2 separate regions of the Hordeum vulgare genome follow, and region 2 is linked to region 1. Evidence: chromatin contacts called from public Hi-C data. All regions are on one chromosome and are shown on one strand. Each heading gives the region's core, a stretch centred on a gene start, on an enhancer-like site or on the middle of the called end of the contact. The rest is flanking DNA. Distances are from core to core; before and after follow the strand shown. Region 1 holds the start of LOC123407935 (serine/threonine-protein kinase ATR). Region 2 holds the start of LOC123412854 (putative receptor protein kinase ZmPK1).

Evidence for each region. Hi-C and Micro-C count contacts between places; a contact is called where the count stands out from the background.
Region 2: a Hi-C map of seedling shows a contact between it and region 1, with 3 times the contacts expected there. The contact joins the promoter of LOC123412854 here to the promoter of LOC123407935 in region 1. A contact is called at or near these places in 2 of 6 Hi-C or Micro-C datasets (leaf and seedling).

What each region holds. Positions count from the first base shown.
Region 1 is chr7H:621,558,478-621,565,243 of MorexV3_pseudomolecules_assembly, forward strand. LOC123407935 (serine/threonine-protein kinase ATR) reads right to left here and starts at 2,501. Exons shown (of 16, transcript XM_045101186.1): 1 at 2,309-2,501; 2 at 2,076-2,220; 3 at 1,597-1,700; 4 at 1,163-1,476; 5 at 956-1,080. The coding sequence starts at 2,462. LOC123407936 (1-aminocyclopropane-1-carboxylate oxidase homolog 1-like) reads left to right here and starts at 6,452. Exons shown (of 1, transcript XM_045101187.1): 1 at 6,452-6,766. The coding sequence starts at 6,558.
Region 2 is chr7H:621,757,797-621,765,658 of MorexV3_pseudomolecules_assembly, forward strand. LOC123412854 (putative receptor protein kinase ZmPK1) reads right to left here and starts at 5,715. Exons shown (of 1, transcript XM_045105799.1): 1 at 2,971-5,715. The coding sequence starts at 5,688. The coding sequence ends at 3,259.

The DNA.
Region 1 (6,766 bases), core at 1,251-3,750:
CCGTATGGTATTTAAGACTTTTAATATTAGGGAGAGCGAGCCAGTACATTGCTTATTGTGTTGTACAATATCTTTTTAAGGTCCCCAGCTGTAACTCTTTTGTAGAATACTTCTTCGTTATAATAAAAACAGTTCATGGAAAATATATAGTTGAATGATTCAATAACTACCACTACCAGCTTCATCAGTATATTGTTGTTTGACTAAAAGAATTTACCAAGAAAAAAGGCTACTATGTATGAAACATACCCAAAGAAGGCAAACATATTAGCAGTCTTGTATGTAACAAAAGGGGGAAACGTACATAATTCCTGACCAAAAAAGAGCAAAATATAATCCAGCGTTACAGATTTGCACTCTATGCTTCTTCCAAGTGCGAAATTACTTTTCTACATAACTATTACATTGACTGACATTTAGAGATAAAGATCTGATTCATGAAACCAAATATTCACCGGTGACAGAACTAAAATGGATTATAACCCGGTATTTCAGGTAAACATAGGGGAGGTACGAATAGATCAATATGCTTTGCTTCCAATACAACTAGGTGCCTACAATTGGTTCTTCTTAAATCACAGAAAAATGAAGAAAACAAAGCATGGACCAAGGCATCACAAGCACTACAAAACATAAATATCAGTGGGCAAATATGCTTAACCAGAAAGCCAAGACCAGGGGAACAAAATCATATAATAAAGCATCTAAACTAGTGTTTCATAAACCAGACCAACTCTCTTCTTCTTAATGAAATGCAGGAACCCCCTGCCCCTCTTGAGGTGTCCTCAAAACAAAACAAAAAAACTAGTGTTTCATAGATTCCTTTCACATAGTAAAACAGACCTGAGGAATATCCGCAACATCTTGTGACTTTTGAGTTCGACTGCTCCAAATGAAATCACTGGAGCGAGTGTAATAATCTAGACTAGAAGAAAAAGATACAACAAGAGCATACCTGATGCTAGAAAGCTCATTAACATCTTGGCTTAGAATCGATGTGATTGAACGAATAATAGTTTCTGTAGGAAGAATCTCAACAGTCATCACCGTTGCAACAATCCGTGCAAAATCAAAACAAACCTGTTGCACCAAATTGATTAACAATGCGTCGAAGGTACAGGTATAACCGAAAAAGCACAAAGGCTCAAGGTTAAATACCAACCTTGTGGAGGGATTCATCCCCATAACAGAGAATAGAACAAGCAGCGGAAATAAATGGCATGGTAACAACCCCTTCAACATGCAGGGTACCATCTGTAAGGCATTTGTTGATGAGTCTAATTAACGAAGTGGCAAATGGGCGCCACCTCATGTCACCAGACAGATCAACCAGCAGGCCAGGTCCATTTTTAGGCTGGAACCTCTCTGGGAGCTCACTAAAAATCGCAGGGGAGTCCAAAATGTCTGAGAAGGATCCACAGAAGCATTTTAAAAGACATCCACTCTCCGTGTGCTTGGATGCTACATATTGTAGATCTGTTAGATTGACAAGAAGTTCAATTTAAATCCTCTCTGCATAACCTGACACACAGGAGTACTCAACAAACTGAAATTTGTACAACGATATGACTAAATAAAGTGAACAGGATCACAGGCCTTCTACTGCAACCATCGCATCCAAGAAGAACTGCCTGTAGGCCTCCCGGTCACCGGTGCGCAGAAGTGAGAGGAGAGACCAAACCGGCTCAAATATAATTGACCTGCAACGGTGAAGAAACCAAACCGAGCATATGTAAACAACACATGGCACTTGATGGCACACATATAACGACACTAGTAGTAGGATAAACTAACCAGACTAGCATCATCGCTTGAAGATGCCAAGCATTTACTGGATTTACAAATCTATCGGTTGTTCAAACATGCATCATTTTCCCCTTCCAACATTCAACCCAAACTAGATATTGCTTGCTCTACCGCGCACACGACATCAGCTAAATTCACCCCATGTCTCGCACGCCGATGCAGTAATACTTCGTAATCGAGCCCTCAAATCCATGTAATTTCCCATGGGGAGAGCGATTGGACTAGGGTTTAAAGGGGGTGAAAGGGGGGAAGAGCAGGGGAGTGCTTACTGGTAGTCGGGGTCTGCGAAGAAGGGGAGGATGCGGCCGATGACGCGGATGACCTCGGCGGGGCGGCCGTTGGAGAAGACCCCGGGGAACCTGGGCGCCGTGTAGGTGAGCAGCCTGAGCACCACCGAGGTCTCCTTGTCGGTCGCTGCATCGACGGGTCAATCACAGAGGACGTGAGCGGCCGTAGCCCGCGCCGAGAGGGGGACGGAGCCGCGGGAGGAGGGGGCGCGTACCGGTGGGGGCGGGGAGGACGTGGTCGCGGAGGAGGCTGGGGAGCACCTCGCGGAGCTTGGCCTCGTAGTGGGCGGAGGCCGGGCCGGCGGCGGAGGAGGAGGAGCCCGCGATGAGCGCGCGGAGCTCCTTGATGTGGCCGGCGAAGTTCGACATGGCCGGCGGTGGCGGCCGCCGCCGGAGCCGGAGGGGGAGGGTTCGTCGGCGGCGGCGGCGCCCTTTTCCCTCCTTAATTTCGAAACGGAATTCGAGAGACTGCTCCCCCTTCCTTTTCTTCGTCGTCTCTCCCTTTGGAGCGTGGTCGTCGTTTGTGTTGGGCCCAATCTAAAGACAGACGATGGATAGATATAACTCGGCCCGGACACAGCTCTGGGCTTTCGGCTGGTCTGAAACTCAAGTTCGGCCCCAAAAAAGATCTTATCTTTTCCGAGACTCGTCGAAAGGAAATGCATGCCTCTCATAAAAGTACAAAAAAAAGGTACACACATTTTTTTGTTTTTGAGAGGCACAGTCATACCTTCGCAAAAATAAAACCGTGCCTCGAGGAAGGGAAAAAAGTTTTTTTTCTTTTCAAGCGTAAACAAATCCGTTCCTCCCGTGAAAGAAAACACGTGATTTTCGACAAAGAAATAAAAAAGAAAAAACATTTTTTCGTGCAATTTTTTTTTACCAAAGCTAAGGAAGACCGATGAAAAACCAGAAGACCAAAAAACCCCAAAAAAACACCTAAAAAACCGAAAATGCGTGCGGAAAAAAATCCAAAGAAAAGACTAGAATGCAACACATGGCGGCGATAGTGAACACACCAAGTGGCGGCGCCTGAGAGTGATCGCTGAAAGGCATCGAAGGAGCGCTCGCCAACTAGTTGCTCCCATGGGCGGGCGCTCCTATATCTCGCTTTTAGCGAGACAGCGGTTGCACTCGCATAGGGGCGAACCCTAGACGGGCTGGGTCAGCGGTGCAGGAGCCACAACCTGTTTTTGTTTTGTTTTGTTTTTCTGTTTTTTCCTCACTTTCTGTTTTTTTTGTAAAAGAATTATACGTTTTTTTTTTTTTGAAAAGATGAGGAATATATATTAAAATATGTTGAACAGGAATTTGAAAAAAGTTGAACAAGCATTTAAAAATGTTGAATAATTTTTTGAAAAATGTTGAATGAGTATATGCCAAATGTTGAACAAGTATTTTAAAATATTGAATAATAATTTGAAAAATATTGAACAAGTATTTAAAAATGTTTAATAAATATTAAAAATGGTGAACAAGTATTTGAAAAACATTGAAATAGGTATCAAAAAATGTTGAATGTGTAAATAAAAAACGTTGAACAAGTATTTGAAAATATTGAATAAGTATTAAAAATGCTGAACAAGTATTTGAAAAAATGTTGAATAACTATTAAAATGTTGAAAAAGTCTTTGAAAATATTAAAATAACGTTGGGACAATGTTGAACGTGTATACAAAAAATGTTGATCACTTGTTACAATTTGTTTTTTACGTGTACAAAAATGTAGAGTGAAAACAAAGACAAACATAAAAAACACAAAATAAAAAGAAATAGAGAAGAAAAAGAAAATCAAACAAAAAAGTACAAAAAAAAGAATGAAATAAATCTGAGAAGAAAGGAAAAACAATGAAAAAATGGAGAAGAAAAAAGAAATCAAACAAAGAAAACGGAAAAGGTAAAAGATAAAATGGAGAATAATGGCTCGGTCGTCTCTAGTAGATCTTGATCCTACTGCTAACAAAGTAACAAGAAGTCTGAAGTGGGCGGAGTGGTTAGCCTCGCTGGTGGGAACACTAGAGACTAGGGTTTGATCCCGGGGTGCCTTATTTTTATTCCCGATTTTATGAACTTGGCGGCAATAGAGTCGTCGCTTCGCACAACTAGGTGTCTGACACAGCTGAACCATGACCGCGAGTGAACTTTCAGAAAAAAGGCTAACTCAAGGGGACTCAAACCATGGATATCGTGCTAAAGACGACGCGACGCACCCAACTGAGCTAGCGACTTTTATTGACAAGTTAACACATCAAAGTTTAAATATACAATGTAGATCCGAAGTATTTTCGGAATTATGAATGCAATTTATTTTATAAACTGAGTGTTTTGTGAATTAGAAACACTTATCAAATTTGCATTTTTTTTGAAAAAAACATTTTCGAAAATCAGGATTTTTTTTAAATCATTAACACTTTTTTGAAAATGGGAATATTTTTTTAAATCCTAAACACAAATTTTTGCAAAACACGAACATTTTTTGAACAACTGAACAAAAAATCAAAACGTAAACAGTTTCGAGATATTTTGAACAATTTTGAAACGGTAACATCTTTTGAAACTCCAGAAAAATAAAAAAACGTTAGTACCTTTTAAATTTGTGATTTTTTTAAACGGTAACATTTTGTGAAATCAATAATATTTTTTGAAATATGAGAAATTTGTACTTAGAAAATTTGAAATCCAGAATATCTTTTGAAATATGGCCATGTCTTACAAAATGTTAACATTGTACTTAGAAAATGTTAATCAAGCATTTGATAAATGTAAAAATGTGCATTTATTTTTATGACCATGTATTAGAAAACATTAATCAAGCATTTAAAAAAATTAAAGTGTTTATAGGAAAAATATTGACCACGTATCCGAAAAATGTTAATGTTGTATTTGAAAGATGTATAGAAGTGTAGAAAAAAATGTTGACAATGTATTAAGAAAATGTTAAATTTGTATTAAAAAAGTTAAACGTGTATTTAAAAATTGTTGTTCACATATATAAAATGTAGAATGAAAACCAAAAGAAACAAAGGCAGCAAAAAAGTAAAACTGCAATTGAAACAAAATTTAAAAAAACAAAAAAGATAATGGAAAATAAAACCGAACAAGAAAATGCAAAAGGAAAGAAAAAAACTAAAGAATGGGAGAATAAAAAATAAAAGAAACAAAAGAAAACAAGAAGAAAGCATTCAAAACCAAGAAATGTTAAAATCATACTAAAAGTTGTTAAAAAGATATGTGGAGAATGTTAAACATGTATTAGAAAACGTAGAATGAAAACCAAAAGAAGGAAATAAATATAGAACCGAAACAAAAAATAAAGAAGAAAACAGAAATAAAACGAAAGAAATAATTGAAAAAACAAATGGGAAAACGGTGAAAACTGATAAAGAAATGACAAAAATACGTCAAAACAAAGAAAGAAGCAAAGAAAACGACAAAAAAGTAAAAGAACCAATGAAAATCGAGAAAGAAAGAAATAAAAACAAAGCAAAAGAAAGGCAAAAGGAAAGAAAAAAAAAACTAGTGAAAAAGAAAAGAAAAACTGAAAACCTGGAAAAACCAATGAAATACTGGCTCTTTTACCGTCAACTAGGCCACCTTCTAGTGTATACCACGAATTTGCTGTTGACTCGGTGGCTAGCATGTTGCTACTCATCTAGGAATCGCGAGACTCGGAGTTCCCGTTTTCCATCTCGCTTTTCTAAAGGCAGGAGGTGCACTAATTGATACATTGAGAACCTTTCGATTTGAAGCACGGTGGTTTCAGGAGGAAGGGTGTGAGGATATCATCAGGTCAGCTTGGGATAGATGCTTTCAAGACAGAGGGAGTGGTGTCACCCGAGCCCTAGAAAGTGTTGCCAGAGACATAAGCAAATGGAGTAGGATGTCGTGGGGGAGTTAGAAGGGAGGATAAAAAAGGTCCGAGGCGAACTGGAGAGATGTATAAGAGCTCCGGTTTTCTGAAGCAAAAATAAGGGAGGAAGCAGAAGTGGGAGGTGCATTGGAGGGCCTAAAGGAGAAGAAGTATACCAATATTTTGCCGTCGTCGATTGAGCCAGCACACTCTGACGCCGTTAAAATTTTCTATTTCGAAATATGGTTTTTGCGCGCGCGGCGGTTGGACGTATGTTGGAGATGCTGTGAGCAAGGAGTCCGAGGGAAATAATGTAAGGCCAGGGGTCTGCTAACGTACTTTTAAGAGTGCAAGATCGTGAAATTTCACTCTTGCGACTCTTGAATTTGAAAGTTGGCTGGTTATAGTGATGAGTTTGTTTGGTTTTGAGCAAATCCAGATGGATAGTAAACGTGTATAGCATTAATCATGAACAATTGGTTATCACGTACGTACCCATTGCATTCTACGTACGGTGAGTAAAGAGCCACGACTACTTCACTCGCCTCCACACAGATTACAAGGATCAGTAGACTAGACTGCAGACGTACGGCACAAGCTCGCTCCAGTAATCCATGGCCTCCGACCATCGCCTATACGCTCTCAAGGCCTTCGACGACACCAAGGCCGGCGTCAAAGGCCTCGTGGACGCGGGCGTCACCGCCGTCCCCGCAATCTTTCACCACCCGCCGGAATCCCTCAACGACGCACCAACCCATCCCCATGGCCACCAGTTCGCCATCCCGGTCATCGACTTAGCCGGCCTCGTGACACCGTCCGGACG
Region 2 (7,862 bases), core at 4,465-6,964, 200 kb after region 1:
AGGAATCTGCGATGAAATTGATATTCCTCATGAAGATACTGATATTGAGAAGTCCGGTGGTTCCTGAAGAAATTCATTCTGAAGAATTTGAAGCGTGAAGATTTACACTTTCTGTTTTACTTTCTTCGCATTTGAGTAATAGGAACACCGTACTGTTAAAGGGGGTCGAAGTTACACTATGGAATGGATTTCCTCATGATGCTCAACCCAAGCCAAATCCTACCAAAAGCCTCAAGTGAGGAATATGAGTGACATGAGGACTCTCACAGTTGAGGGTTCCGACCGTTTCGATAACCACGCCAAGTCACTGGTCTTATTCACTCCAATGGTCATATTATTTAAGGGCATTAGTTTCAAATCATGTCGGGATGCTCCCAGGCTATAAATAGCCACCCCCCCCCCACAACCACTAGCTGGTTGGCTACTCCGTTAGAAACTGACACTTGTCATAAGAGCAACCCAAATTCCTCAGAGTCTTCGAGAGTAATTCATCAGTGAGGAAATACACCATCCACCGAAACCACAGACCAAACCTAGTGATTGAGCATCACTGAAGAAGTTGTTCCTGTGTGGGGCTGAAGCCTTTTACCTTTGAGGACTGTGCATCCTCCAGACGGTTAGGCGTCATGGTCTAGAACGTTCCAGCAGTTAATTGTGGATCGTCGAGTGACCGAGTTTGTGAGGGTTTGGAAGTCTGCCCTGAAGACTTACCACGAGTGTTGGGCGAGGACTGTGTGTCCTTAGCTCAAGGAGAATACGGTAGGGACTGTGTGTCCCGGGACTGGGTGTCCTTTGGTTTCAATACCAAGCCGCTCCAAACCATATGTACAACTGTCACAACAGTTGGAACTGGGTCATCAACGACTGTCTTCACTGAGAAACGGGTTCTAATTCCTCAACTCTTTACTTTCTTTGTATTATGTGTTGATGACTTTCACTGTGACTGTTTGAAGAATTTGCTGAAGACTTTCTCTGAATTTCCTCAACCCCAAATTCTTCACAATAGTTAATCATCATCTGTATTCTGCGTGCCTGCTTACTGTGCAATCTGTTTTCACATTCTTCACTCTGAAATACTGCTGGTGTGATCGTTTGCACGTCTGATCCTTTACTGTTTCCGCTGTAAATTAGTCATCAGTGAGGAATTTCCTCAAAAGGAATTTCCTCAGTGATGAAATTCTAAAAATCTCCTATTCACCCCCTCTAGTCGATATAACGCACTTTCACTACTGCAAATCTGGTGACTCATACTTTTGAGCTGGCCAAATGGCGACAAAGAAAAATCTCTTTCGCTTTGGGCCTTTCGCGATAAAGGATGGGTGGCTCAGGCCTATTGCAAATCTGGTGACTCACACTTTTGAGCTGGCCTAATGACAACAAAGAAAAATCTCTTTCGCTTTGGGCCTTTCGCCATAAAGGATGCGTCGGAATTTCGTTTCTGGGAAGACATATGGCCCACTGATCCATCTTCAGGAGAGAGATCCGTATCATCTTTGCCAGTCCGACCGTCGACGCCACCACGGCGCCAAACAGCGCCACCACCCTGTGCTCATCCATCCAGACGCGAAGATTCTGGAAGAACTGTCGTGCGTAGCACCTGCCAAGCAGGCATGACTCAGCGTTGCACCTGTTGGCCAGGCATGACTTGCCAGCTCCACCAAATCTCCGGGCAAGACGAAGCCACTCCATCTCCAGCCTCTGTCATCCAGCACTGCTCCACAAACGATGCTCCCAAGAGAGAAACGACACCGCAGTACCGCCATCATCCGATCTGTAAGGCCAGATCTTAGGGTTTCCCCGAAGCAGTGCCCACCTCCAGCAACCATCAAGGAACCACACAGTGCCCACCACCACTCAGCCCTCAAGGCGACGCCTTCAGGAAGGTCACGGCGTCAAGGACGCCGCCGCCGCCCACCGGAGTTAGGGTTTTCACCCGAGAGGCCGTGAGGCAGGAAGTGGAGGAGCAGACGTAGACCGACGTCTCCAAGAAGAACAACGGCGCCCTTGAGCATCGTCGGCAGCGTGGCCGGCCAGGGCCGACCAAGGGGTTTCCCCCAATCTGAATCTCCTCCACCAGCTTCATCCGCGGTCACACCGGCACTGCCAGGAACCCGCAGGCGAGAAGCACACCGATTAGGGGCCACATGACAGTGACAGGAACAGCCGCCGCCGGCCACCAGAACAGCCAACGACTCCATGAGCCGTGACCCCTGCAGCGACCCACGACGGCCGCCACCACCCCTCGCGCCGCCTGCAAATCTTGATCCTGGTAGGCAGTCGACCAGCCGCAACCCCAGCCCGAACCACCATGGCCCCAGGCTGGAGAAGACGCTGCAGGAGACCTCCAGGACGCGCATAAACGGAGCCGAGCCTCCCACCACCGTCCGCGCCGTCCACGCTAGCCGACGTCCGCGGATCCCAGATTGGATCAGGTGACTACCGCCGCCAGCCGACCGCAGGCCCGTTGCGCACCAGATCCCCGCGAAGCCGCCGCAGCCATGTCCTCCCACGACGCCTCCAACGCGCCGGATGACTCGCCGCCGTCGCGCCCCACGCAAACGCTGCGCCTCCAACTAGATGCGGCAGCCCGCGCTGCACACACCCATAGGAGGGGAAGGGAATTCCCCGCCGCCTCCTCCACCGATCGGGCTTTGCCGGCGGTGTGCGCTGGCGGCGGCAAGGGGCGGATGGAGCGGAGGGGACTGGGGGCGGCGCGGGGAGGGTTCGCCTTCCCCGCTCGCGGGAGCGGGTCGGGAGCACAACACTATATAAGATTACATAACATGGCGGAGTGTTCAAATACGGAATTCAGCATTGGTATTCAAGTGGCTCATGCAGTTCTTAATTTAGAGTGACATGGTCGCCTTGTCCTGCTTCAGTGGTTCCACAGGAGCCCACGCGAGGACTCACGTACCTGAAGCCGATCGATTTGAGATTTGGTGCTGCTGCTACAATTCTCTGCAGCTTTTCTGGTGTTTTTTCATTGCATTTATAGGAGTATGACCCGGGGACCGGGGTACTAATCCGACATAGAGTCTTAGAGACTTAGACACAAACCAAAACCAAAACGAAACATGCTAATGTGTACTGCTACTCGGACGAACCTATGATACATGACATGCATGCTTATTGTTACATTACATGATACACATCACACATATGTCTTGTTTTGGACCAAGAAGAACAAGCATAAATATACATGCATGCTGCATATACAATATCAAATGGAAAACTCTTTATGTTACGCCAATAGCTTCATCAAGCAACCGAAAGAAGCATCCGCACAACATTTTCCATGGTGGGCCTTTGTCTACCATCTTCTTCTACACATGAAACAGCCAACTTGAACATCGCCCTTGCTTGCAAGCTGTCGAACTGGCCGTTCAACCTTAAGTCAATGAAGTCGGCTATCCATAACTGTTGGCCACCCTCCAGCATTAGATTTTCTGCAAGCATCCTGATGACCCTTCCAAAGACCATTTCCACTTCCTCGTCCGCATTTGATGCCCAGTCTGAAACACGAGCCCCCTTCAGCAGTTCCAGAAGAACCACGCCGAAGCTGTAGACATCAACCTTCGCCGTTATTGGCTGGCTAGAAACCCACTCAGGAGCTATGTAACCTCTAGTTCCATGGATTCTCGATACATTTTTGTTGGATCCGCTCCTATTTACAAGTTTTGCCAGGCCAAAGTCGCTGATCTTCGGCTGTAAGTTGTCGTCCAACAGTATATTTTCAGGCTTCAAGTCACAATGGATAACCCACTCCAAGCATTCGTGATGAAGATAGGCCAATCCTTTTGCCACCCCTAAAGCAATCTTAAACCTTTCACTCCATTCAAGTAACCTTGTGCTACTAAACAAAGTTTTATCCAAAGAACCATTCTCAACATACTCCAAAACCAATATCCTGTGTGGGCCATCCGAACAAAAACCCCATACCCTCACCAGATTCATATGGTAAATCTTTCCAATCACACTGAGTTCATGTTGGAATTCTTCTCCGCCTTGGTTTATGTCTGCCAACCTTTTCACCGCTACTGCCCTCTTGTCTTTTAAGACCCCCTTGTATACATGACCAGATGCGCCACACCCAATTTGATCCTTGAACTTTTGAGTCGCTCTTTGCAACTCCTTGTAAGTGTATCTGCGGAAATGGTTGGTTATCATTTCATAGCCAACCTCAGCTGGCCATACTCCTGTTAACTGCTTGCTCTCCCTTCTCAACATAAACCAGCACCCTAGTGCCACAAATATTACCTCCACACAAAATATCGCTAACAAGAATCCATACAATAAGTACAAGTACTGTGATTTTAATCCACTCTGAGTATTCTTCGGTTGATCCAGAAAATCTACAGTGAAATATTCGCTCTTTGCACTACAGTTAGGAACATACCTAGAACCAAAAGGTTGCGAGTGAGGAATTGAGGAATCCGAGACCTGGAATGTCTTAGGAAACTTGAGATACATAGAACGCCGAATATACGGACTGGTTACACCGCCGACAAGGGACCACTTTGGATAGCAATCTCCAGTTGCTTGCAGGTATGAGAAACCTTTGCAGTTGCAGTCGTTCAAGCATATCTTCTTGCAAGTATCAAGTGAAACTAAGTTATGGCTACTTTGATCATTACCTCGGAAATCAGTGCTAGGAAGCTTCACAAACATCTCCTGGCCGTCACAGCTGAGATTGAATTTTGGCCTGCAACCTTTGCTCCGGTCAGTTGGGTCGACGATCTCGTGTCCAGGGGAACATGCACAAGCTGGACCAGGTGTATACACACATATTCCATTCATGCCACACAGACCACGTACAGAGCAGGTCTGAGGATATGCCATCCATGTGACCGACCAACTTCCATCTGTCTTGTTTAGACTGTATAATCTAAGATTGCCATCATAATTCAATGTTAGCCTTCTCATAACCTTGGAACCCCAATCAGCAGCCTTAATAGTTAAATTGTCACTTCCAAGAAAATACCCCCAGCTATCAAGGACCCCAATTGTGGTGCTATTGAATGAGTTTCTTCGCTTTTCCCACACACTCATTCTTGGATCCGGCCAATAGATAAAAGATATATCCTTCTCATCATAAAATAGTGTGAGTAAATGTTGATCATCAAAATGGAAGCTGTAACGCCCAACAAGAAGTAACCTATGAGTAGATACCAACTTTGTAGCACTAGTAATATTCTGATATGGAAGCAGTGTATCAGTAGGAGAACCAAAGCTTTGCCATAGAATGATATCACCTTGGCCCTTCACAATGAGATTCCCAGTGTCCAGCAGCTGAGCTTGTTCGGCTTTTGAGGAAGAGTTGACATTGTTTTCCCACACGAGTTGGCCATTATAATCTTTTACAATCATTCTTCCATCTGTGCCTAGCATGACTTGGGAGCCCCAGGAGTACACGGGGTGGAAATGATTTGCACTCCAGACGACAGTCTTCTCGGCTGTGTTGGAGAACCAAATAGAGAAGACGGAAGCATTTTTGGAAATGTTGTTGAAGCCACAGATGAAAGTACCATCTGGTGAATGGAGAACGTCAGAGCTGTCCTCCACAGAGAGATAAGAGCCTGGCGAGAGAAATTCACGAGCGGAGATGCGCAAAAATAAATGAATGAAATTTAGTAGTAGCAGAGGAATAGAGTGTGCATCCATGTTTGATGAGACACTCGAGATGACCATTAGAATGATCACAAATGGACGTATTATATAGGAGACAACTGTCGGTATACACTGGAGAGGAAGCAATATGCTTCTACTAATATAATGCCAAACTGATAGGCGCATGTCCTTTTCTTGAGAGTGATAACATGTTCTTGTTCGTCAAAGATTTAATCAGTAGTTAGTTGTGAAGTCTTTGTCATCAAGTTTGAGCCTTGCAGAATTGTCTTCTATTTCAGCTGGTTGATGTATAATCCGGAAATAAGGCCCTTTCCTTGAATGGTAACTTGTTCTATTCAGTCAACAACTCAACTACTCCCTCTGTCCCAAAATAAGTGTCTCAACTCTAAAGCTTAGTATAATTTTATACTAGAGCTAGTACAAAGTTAAGACACTTATTTTGGGACTGAGGGAATATTATTGAAGGCTGTCTTGCAAGGTCCACCCTTATTGAAGGCTTTTAGCTGGCTGTTTTCAGGCAGCTGCTGAGGGAAATAAAATCTGTACTATTTCAACAGATTGGTGGCACTGATATACGTGAGTAATTGGTTTGCTACTTCTGACACAGCTTGTCGGCAAAATCCCAGTTACTATCAGAAAGAAATGGTAGACTTGGCAATATGTGTTCACCGTGTTTCACGAGAAACAGACATGACAATGACAGTATATGAAAATTCAAACCTGTCCATTCAGACAGGAAAATAATAGGTTATGGCTTTATGCGTTGCACTTGATTTCCAAAGTGAAGACATATCCGTTTCGCTTTCGGAGCAATAATTATCATCAGACTGAAGGGTGGAGCCTTCTCAAATTTATCTCCAGTCGTCGTGCAGCATGACCACTAGCTAGTGGTCAGAATTCAGAAAATACGACCAGAAGCTTTTCACACACAATCCTACTCCTCTGGCCCGTGATAGAGGATGAGTTTCAGTGTAAATCCTCTAAAGCAAGCATGTTGGTCAGTGCTTGATTTCCTGGCGTTCTTGGATAACTAATTTCTTTGGAAAAAAGAAATCTCCTCTATGATTACTAATTGTCTCACGGATCCATCCAGTAGTTGTCTGAGACATATCAGGTCACACATCAACATCTATCATTCGGCAAGATACACAAATGGAGACTTGAGACCGCTTCATGAACCACGCCGGTTATCACTTCGATGATAACTTTGATGCACGGTGGTCACTTATGTTTAACATGGTTATTGAGAGTCTCGATTTGAGGAAGATTGACCTCACTGATAGACAATTCACATGGGCGAACTCACTACCGGTGCCAACATATGAGAAGTTGGACCGGGTACTGACCAGTGTTGAGTGGGAACAGAAGTACCCGCTGGTTACAGTGCAGGCTTTACAAAGAGCCATCTCAAATCACACACCTCTCATAGTTGACTCAGGGGATGCCAACCATGCGGGTAATAGAAATGTCTTCTCCTTTGAATTAAGCTGGTTCGAACAAGAAGGTTTCATGGATCTCATAGCTAACTAGAGGCGTTGGTTTCGGCCCATGGAGCAGCAGCCCACAGGACAGATGGGCTAGATTCAACATACTACGGATCAGATCGGCCTAAACAGTAAATCTGACGGCTAGAAATTCCCAGATCGCCAAAACGGACGACCGGAAATGCTAAGCGCTGAGAGGGCAGGGATTAGGTGTAGTTTTACTGTCCTTAATGAATGGGCTAGGGATTCCGGTGGATCAACGAGTATAGAAAGATGGAAAAACAAAATCTGACATTTACGCCAATTCTTGAGAGGATGGGCGAAAAATCAGAGCGGTATATATAAACTAAAAAAAGAAAGACTCATTCGTCTTATTGATGAATCATACGTCAAAGCTGAGTCTGCCCATCTCAATTTAACTGATAGGAATAACAAGATTGAAGCTGAGAAGAAGTTGCAAAAACTTTTGAGAGAAGAGGAGATGAAATGGGAACTTCGAGCCAAGGTGACAAAGGTGGCTCATGGAGACGATAACACTCAATTCTTTCACATGATTGCAAATGGCAAACATTGAAAGAAAAAAATAACCCAACTTGAACAAGATGAAGGAACAATACTAGGTCACGAGAAGTTAAAACTATATATCTCTGAATATTACAAGAAATTATTTGGTACACCAGAAGAGATGGTGGTCTCTCTGGATGAAAGCATAACTCATGATATACCTCAACTCAATACAGATGAGAATGA